2 separate regions of the Sus scrofa genome follow, and region 1 is linked to region 2. A link is a contact called in public promoter capture Hi-C data. All regions are on one chromosome and are shown on one strand. The core of a region is the stretch at or near the end of the contact, and the rest is flanking DNA. Distances in the headings are between cores, read along the strand shown.

Evidence for each region. Promoter capture Hi-C pulls out the DNA fragments that hold promoters and counts their contacts.
Region 1: a contact with region 2 is called in a promoter capture Hi-C map of liver, with 7 times the contacts expected there. The contact joins the enhancer-like site here to the promoter of FLVCR2 in region 2. A contact is called at or near these places in 3 of 5 promoter capture datasets (fetal liver and liver), 19 of 47 Hi-C or Micro-C datasets (adipose tissue, alveolar macrophages, blood and 9 more) and 1 of 2 datasets of contacts at active chromatin or transcription factors (alveolar macrophages).

The regions. Positions count from the first base shown.
Region 1 is chr7:98,767,583-98,771,661 of Sscrofa11.1, reverse strand. It overlaps FLVCR2 (feline leukemia virus subgroup C cellular receptor family member 2), which reads right to left. Exons shown (of 11, transcript NM_001142840.1): 9 at 4,058-4,079; 10 at 3,416-3,471; 11 at 1-1,079. The coding sequence ends at 1,011. Among named protein-coding and RNA genes, the nearest start is that of C7H14orf1, 50 kb to the left of the region's middle. Within about 2 kb of position 2,146, at least 2 of the 83 cell types and tissues checked have an H3K27ac peak or open chromatin away from gene starts, as enhancers often do. A contact at or near this core is called in fetal liver and liver, where this site is marked.
Region 2 is chr7:98,716,912-98,720,627 of Sscrofa11.1, reverse strand. FLVCR2 (feline leukemia virus subgroup C cellular receptor family member 2) reads right to left here and starts at 2,309. Exons shown (of 11, transcript NM_001142840.1): 1 at 1,697-2,309; 2 at 1,433-1,694. The coding sequence starts at 2,172.

The DNA.
Region 1 (4,079 bases), core at 897-3,396, 51 kb before region 2:
GAGAGCTGGGGGCGAGGGTGCAGACACTGGCCCCACCAGAGGTTCAAGAGGCTTACTCACCTCATCCAGCACCTGCCTCCCACTCAAGGGCCACCTCCCCTCTGCCCCTTTCCTCCATCCGCAGGAGGGCCTGGGAGGTCGCGGGAGGAAGGATCCAGGTGAGTTCTCAGTAAAGGTTTTAGGAAGCTGGCGGGCTGGCCCTGGCCCTGGAGAACACGCTCTGAGGCAGCGTCCAGATGGAGGCAGCAGAGGTGACGGACACACACACACAGGTTGCCGGGCAAGGGCTGCTTCTGGAGCAAAGAACCTTCTCGTTCCTGAAGCGGGCTACTCATAGGCACCCTCACATCCCAGGGTGATCGACTCTCTGAATTTGGCTTCTCCTTCAGGTCACAACACAGCTTTGTCAAGTTTATTGATGTTTGGTTTCATCAGCTCTTAGAAAAAACAGATTTGGAGGCAGACACCAACATGAGCCAGGAGAACATGGTCACAGGGTCCAGAGGGGTTTGTCCTGAGGGTGTTTTCTCTCCCACAGAACTGGAGCAGCCAGTCTGATGGCCCAAGAGGGACCCCTGCCCGGGGCAGCTGCCACTCCTTAGAATGAGGCACCTAAGAGTCTTAAGACACTAGAAAATGTTCATCTCCCGAATAAGCTTTCTCTCCATGATAACTGTGCAGGCTTTCCCCGAGGGCCCGTCCAGGGGAAGGCAAGGCAGGAGGCCAGGACTGGCCCTGGGTTCTCTTGGCCTCTCCCAGCACCAGCTCCCAGAAGCCAAGGGGGAGGGGTGGGACGCCCATCTGCACTGGGTGAAAAGGGTACTGTCCCCAAGTGGACACGCAAGCTCTGGGCGGGGGGTCCCTGAGGCAGAGGGGCTGCCGTCCAAGCCACAGTTATTCCCGAAATTCCCTCCAGAAGCTGCTCCAGTGGAGCCCGCAGTGCTGGCCAGGAGGGCGGGGCTGGCTGGAGGTGGCAGCAGGTGTTGCCCGAGTCCCACCACCTTTCTCTCTCAGAGATGCTCCTCGGACACAGGGGTGGGGGCTTTGCTGGTCTTGCTCTCCTCTTCCTCCTGGAGCTTCTATAAAGCAAACAAGGGGCAGCTATTGGGCTGAAGGGGCAGGGACTCCCCGCAACCAGAGCATTGCCCTGCCAGAGTCTATACGGGGAGGGGGACAGATTCCCAGGCACTCAGCAGCGTCCTCGACAGTGATCAAGGGGAGGCACCAGCCCTGCCACACATTTGTTCCCCAGGCACACACACACCCTCACAATGGCATCAAGGGCAGAACAAAAAGGCCAGCTTTCTGTGATGCCACGGCCACCACGGGCCATGCCACTGGCCCAGATGGGACAGAGCAACACCTTCCACCTGGGTTAAAAGACCTTGTCCACATGGACAAGGAACCGGCTGGAGGATATGAAATGTGGGGACGCTGAATAGTAAAGAGGAGGAAGTGGAAGTGTGTGCATGTCAATGTGGGGCTGGGGATGCAGAGTCGCTGAGAAGTTGCCAAGTCTCCTAAGGAAGCAAGCAGGGTGGAAAACCCAGTGAGCACAAGGGTACCCCAGGACACACACGGCGAAATGGCCCAATGGTACCGGGTTACCTCTGGGCGCTGGGACTACAGGCCACCTCTACGTTCCTCTGTCTGGCAGCATCTGCCCAGGGCAACACAGATTATCAAGTACACAGAGCAAAATCTCCTATTCCTTGACACAATGTGTCACGTTCCAGTTGAACCCTGTTCAAGAGAACTCTATCCTAGGATCACAGCCACCTTTTCCCAGGCTCACAGTACAGTCCCCCAAGTGTCCAAACCACACGGGTCCTCATCCACGGCCCACCTGCAAGCCCATCTCCACGGAGTGGGGTGGGGGGCTGCATGGCCCCCACATGCCCCTGAGAACAGCACTCCTGTCTCAGGCTTGCCCTGTCCCCCCACCGCCTCTCCTGTCCCAGGCGCCTCCCTCCACCTGCTCCCTGCTGCTGCCTGCCAACCCCAGAGCCTAAGGGCAGAAGACAAACAGGGAGGAGCGAAAGGGCAGCACCCACCTGCCAACACAGCTCCTCACAGCGCTACATAGACCACTGTCACCTTAGAAAAGAGGCCCAGCTTTTGCAAAATGATGAGCACTCAGGGCTCGGGCTCCTGCACTGAGAGAGCAACGCGCACCAGTCGTCCTGACAGCACCTTTCCCTGGAGGACGGTCTGGCGACACACATCAACGTCTGAAAAATGGGCTCGACCACTGATCCAGTTCTCAAGGTAACACCATACCTGAGAACATGCCAAAGACTCAGCTTCCAGGACGTTAATCACAGTGTCGTTTAGAACAACCGTAAGAAACAACTTCAGTGTTCCCCGACAGGAGAACTGTTGAGCAAATCCTGTTTATCCATGTGTAGTCAACAGAACACCGGGTAGTCACTAAAAGCATGTTGTAAGAGACTCATGACCTGAACAAACATTCACAGCAAGCAAAAACACAAGTAGAGTAAGATTCCAATTCTCTTTAACAAACACACACACGTAATACACACACGTATACATTATATGTGGACATCGACATAAATAAGTCAACGCATCAAAGCAACATCTCATCTCGAGGTGATGCTATTATAAGATGACTTCTAAATTGTGTATACCTTGCTGTATTTTTCAGTATTTCTACACTGAACATGTATTAACTCTGTAACAGATTTTGGGTGTTTTGTTTCCTAAGAAATAGCCCCCACACCTCAAGAATAAAGAAATATCCCATTTTTATTCTTTCTCAGCTTTGAAATTTGTTTCCTGCTGGTTCAGGTTTGACACCTAACACTCTGGTTAACATGGTTCCCAGCCCATCAGAGCAGAGGGGCAGCACTTGTCTGTTCTAGGTCATATTCCTGGGCCTCTCCCCTTCCACCACCATCATCTCCTGCTTCCTCACGTGCCCTTTTAGAGCCTGCTGGAAACCCGCCGGCTCTGCTCCCTCCATCCCCTGGCACTGCCTGAGGGGCTGTCACATGCCAGGAGAGCCACTGCCTCAGGCACCCACCTCTCCTCTCCAGCCACTGACCTCAGGCTTCAGCCTGAAGAGAGGAGCCAGGGCATCAGGACTTGTCTCAGGATCCAGGGGTGGGTGTGCATCAGGAAAATTGTGACAACAGTGACAAGCTCTGGGGACCAGAGCAGCAAGGCCAGGAGATGGGAAGGAAGCAGGAGAAGAGCCCAAGAAACACCAGCAGGAAAGCAGAGCTCAGACAGGCCCCAAGGAAACCCTTTGTCTCCATGTGTAGGATGTGGAGCTGCCACCCACAGCCACCACAACACCCGTCACTCTGGGAGCTGCCCCCACCCCCACCCCTGCTGCCACATCCTCAGCAAACCTGGGAACCAGAGCTCAGCCCTGCAGCCCCCACATACTCACATTCTCAGGTGTTTCTTTGTTTGCCTTCTGCCTCCGGAGATCTGCCCTAATGAATGCTGAGGTCCAGGGATGCAGAAGGAAGGGCAACAGAGACAGTTACCAAGCAGACCAGGGGTCAAGTGCATCCAGGAGGGGGAGCCCTGTCCTCCTAAGGCTCACAGGTACCCCACCCCCTTCAGATCTTCCAGGGAAGTGGGGGTTGCGTCAGACAACCTGAAAGAGCCTGCAGGTCCCTGCTGTCCCTGACAGGCAGAAGCCAGTGAGGACACAGGCCTCCTTCCCAGACCACTGGTATCTGCAGGGAGTCTGCACACGTTGCTCCAAACCTCACAGCAATCCCATCCAAAAGATTAGGAAAGTGAGGCTCCCACAAGTTGGTGCACTAGTCCAAGGTCAAACAGCTCTGGAGGTCAGTGTCACAGTCCAGGATTCTAACAAGGGTTTCTCAGGCCACAACCCAGGCTCCTTCCACTAAGATATGCTGCTGCCTCCAAAACAGACTTGCTCACAAGCCCTCCCCTCTGTCCCACTGCATGTGTACCCCTGAGCTGTAGGACCAGTCAGGACACTGGGTTCCAAGCTGCCAGCAGCCTAAAGCCGTGAGCAGTCAGAGCGTCACCGGGCCCTGAGGCCCCAGCTCACCAGTGAGGGCCACTCCAAGCGT
Region 2 (3,716 bases), core at 1,060-3,559:
ATGAGGTTGCGGGTTCCATCCCTGGCCTTGCTCAGTGGGTTAAGGATCCGGCATTGCCACGAGCTGTGGTGTAGGTTGCAGATGTGGCTCGGATCTGGCATTGCTATGGCTGAGGAGTAGGCCAGCAGCTGTAGCTCTGAGGCCCTAGCCGGTGGAACCTTCATATGCCTCAGGTGTGGCCCTAAAAAGTGTGCACGCGCGTGCGCACACACACACACACACACACACTCTTCAACTTGTTTCATCCCCAGACCTTGAATCTTCTGAACATTCAAACCCACAGGTTAAAGAACACTGGTTAAAGGATTTTCTGTTGCCTGTCTGTGCTGAAGAAGGCCTGTCTAATGCTTTCATTGATTGCTTACACTATGACCCAAGGGGCAGGAAAAACCTAACTGGCTTGAAAAACTTTAGCTCGGGTTACTTTCCTGATGGTGAAGATGAACAGAATGGAAATTTGCCTCGAAGAAAGTTTGGAAATTTCTGAGCCAGATGAGAACTTTCTAATGAAAGCTTACATTTTCTAAATGTAATGAATGCATAAGGGAAAACAGGCCTCCAAGAACAAAGGGTCACCGGTCACTTGTCAAACGTGGAGCCACAACTGCACATACTTGGAAAAGAGGGAGACCCCAGGCAGTGATCCAGATAAAGAAACATGCCATAAATAGCTGCTTCAAACATTTGAAGAAGGCACCCAGATCTACAACATGGCCACCTTTCTGAGTCATATCCATGTGGAAATGCAAAGAATCTGAGATTCTCCCTCCAAAAAGAAGACAAATGGTTAAGAAAGGAGCTTTCCAGGCCCTTCCAAACATTCTAGGCCTTGGAAATTCAGAGCAAGAATTCAACTCCATTCTGCTGCACTTGGCTCTAACCCCCAGGGAAGGAGTTGGCACAAAGCACTGCCCCCACCATCCTGGCTTCAGGTGTGTATAAAAGGTGAGAGCGGCGTCAAAGGTCAACCAGGGCCCGCTCTGCCTTTCCATGCAAGCAGGAGATCCTATGCTTCAGGAAACCTGGCGAAAGCCACCTGCCAACTTCTGATGACACAGAATAGTCTGACACCCCGGGACTGCTCCCTGAAAGAAGAGCTCTCCTGAAGGCACAGGTCCGGGCTGGTGAAGGAGGTTGAGGAAGGAGACCACAAACCAGTGTGTGTTCCCAAAGCACACTGGCTGCTGGGGAAGGAGAACATGCAGGTGACAGAAAAGGCCCCTCCTTTTGCTTCCCCACCACTCTGACACAGTCACCCAGTCACAATCACTCACTCACACTGTCACACCCAGCTACAGTCGCCCAGGGTCACAAACACCATTGACATCTGAAAACCACAGTCTCCACTCAGGCGGGCAGTTCGCTACCACCAACACGGCCAGTCCCACAGGGACGCCCATCCCCCCGGTCAACCACAAAGCCCCCTGCCCACCTGGTTGCCAAAGACAGCGATGGAGCAGGCCGTGGACACCTCATTAGCCCCGAACCACACGGAGGCGATGCGGGAGGGCATGCCCAGGATGAAGACCTGGGCTACGGAGCAGATGACCTGGCCCAGCACGGTGACCGGGAAGAGATGGGGCTTGAGGCTGCCCAGCTTCACCCAGGCCCCCAGGCAGTTGAGAGCAGAGCCGGTGAGGGCTATGGTGCGCAGCCCGAATTTCTCCAGGAGCCAGGCCACAGGCAGCAGCAGAGGATGTATGTCAGCATGTAGCACATGGAGAGCCAGTCGATGGCAAAGGCACTGACCCCGTAGAAGTTCATGAAGATGTTGTTGATGGAGCCATACTGGATCCACTGGAAGGCGTTGCACATGGAGTAGCAGCTAAACAGCAGGACCACTGCCCACCGGCGCTTGCTCACCTTGATCACGCTAAGGTCCTCAGGGCCGGAGCTACTGGGTTGGCCCGAGCTACTGGGTTGGACCAAGCCACTGGGTTGAGCCAAGGTACTGGGGTGGGCTGAACTACTGGGGTACACAGAGACACTGGGATGGATCGAGACGCTGGGATGCGCGGAGGTGCTAGCATGGGCTGAGAAGCTGGGGTGGGCGGAGATGCTGGGGTGGCCGGAGACGCTGGGTTGGGCAGCGAGGTTGGGGTTCTCCTGGAGTGCAGAAGTCTGCGACGGCGCGCCATCGAGCCCTTCGTGGCTAGGATCTTCATTCACCATGACCACAGCCTCTCCTGGCGTCCTAGACAAGTGCTGAGGACTCTAGACAACTTAAGAGACAGTGGCCTCGTCCGGTCACCTAGAGCTGACGTGGCACTTGCCCCAGCCCGCCCCAGAATAAACGGAGTTCCGAGCCTGTGTAAAAGCCGTCAGAGGGGCGCCTTCGCTCACCCCCAAGCTCTGCTCCCACGTTTCCTCGGCGTCGTCTGTCACTGACTGCGGTCCTGGCCGCCGGTGTCTTGAGTCCTCCCCAGGCGTCCTGCGGAGGTTCAACCTCTCCGTCCAGGAAACAGTTCTTCAGGCGCAGCCTCTTCGCCGGACTCGGTTCGCTCCCGGGCCGGCTCGGGGCCTCGCCCCCTCCGGCGCACGTGACCGCCCCGCCCCCGTCCCGCCGGGCTTCCCCCACCCCCCTACCCACCCCCCACCCCACCCGCAAAGCCTCCCGCCTTCTGCGGCAGCTGGCCGGGCGGTATAGTTGTTTCGCCACCGCTTGCGGGTGCATTCCTCCCCCACGCCCCGGGCACCATGGAAACCGCCCGGTTAACCCCCACCCGTGCACTGTCCCTCAAATTCATTTGTCCCCTCCCAGGCCGCTCCGCAAGAAAATGCCCATCGCCCTTCCGAGGTAATCCTGCAAATATAGAGTCTCCTCCCTGCGCACACGGATGCCCAGAGCCCTCAATCTGCTCTATGGGATCCAAGAGGGATTCCCAACTTTTTCCGACTTGGCTGGGCTCCCCAGCCCTTGCTAGACTTTGGGTATAAAGAGCGATGTGTGGATTTCCCGGGCTAGTTGCGCTCCCGGGTAAAGGCAAGTTGCGGAAACTCGCTTTGCTGCTAGCTTTCCCTGCGGACCGGGTCTTATATTGGGGAACTCAGATTTGAACCTGTTCCGCAGGCTCTTCATTTCTGGAGGATCCCTGGGCGACCTCCTGGGCGAAGACCTGTGGGTAGAAGGGCTGGGGAGCCGGAGACCTTGAAGACCATGGCAGTGGTGCGGTGAAATGCCTGGCACAGCACGGGTTCCGGGCTTAGGTTGTGGTCTCTGCACCCACGTAGCCCTAGGCTGCCACCTGCTGGTCCACAGCCCGCTGCGAAGAGTAATCTCTTATCAGGGGCTGCACGTCAGGCTTGCCCTCTTTTTATTTCAGACTGGGGAGGGATCAGAGCCCAGATCCTCTGTGGGTTCAAACACGCGATTAGCTACTCCTAGGTGTATTCTGTAAAATAAGATACTCCACCTCCCTGTGCCTCAGTTTCTTGGAAAATCTATAAAATGGGAGGATGAAATAATAGTACCGACCTCACAGTGTTGTTTTCAGGCTTGAATGAGTTAAGACTTGAAAGCACTTGGAAAATTCCTGGCAGATAGTAAGCATTCCAGGGGTGTCAGATATCCTGACAATTAAAAAGTGAATATTTGTATTGTGCTAAACATGTTTACTGTATTACTCACAAGAATTCGGTAATGTAAGTGCTTTTGCCTGCCCAAACTTTTTAGATGGGAAAACTGACTCTCATAGAGGTGAGATAAGTTTTTACTT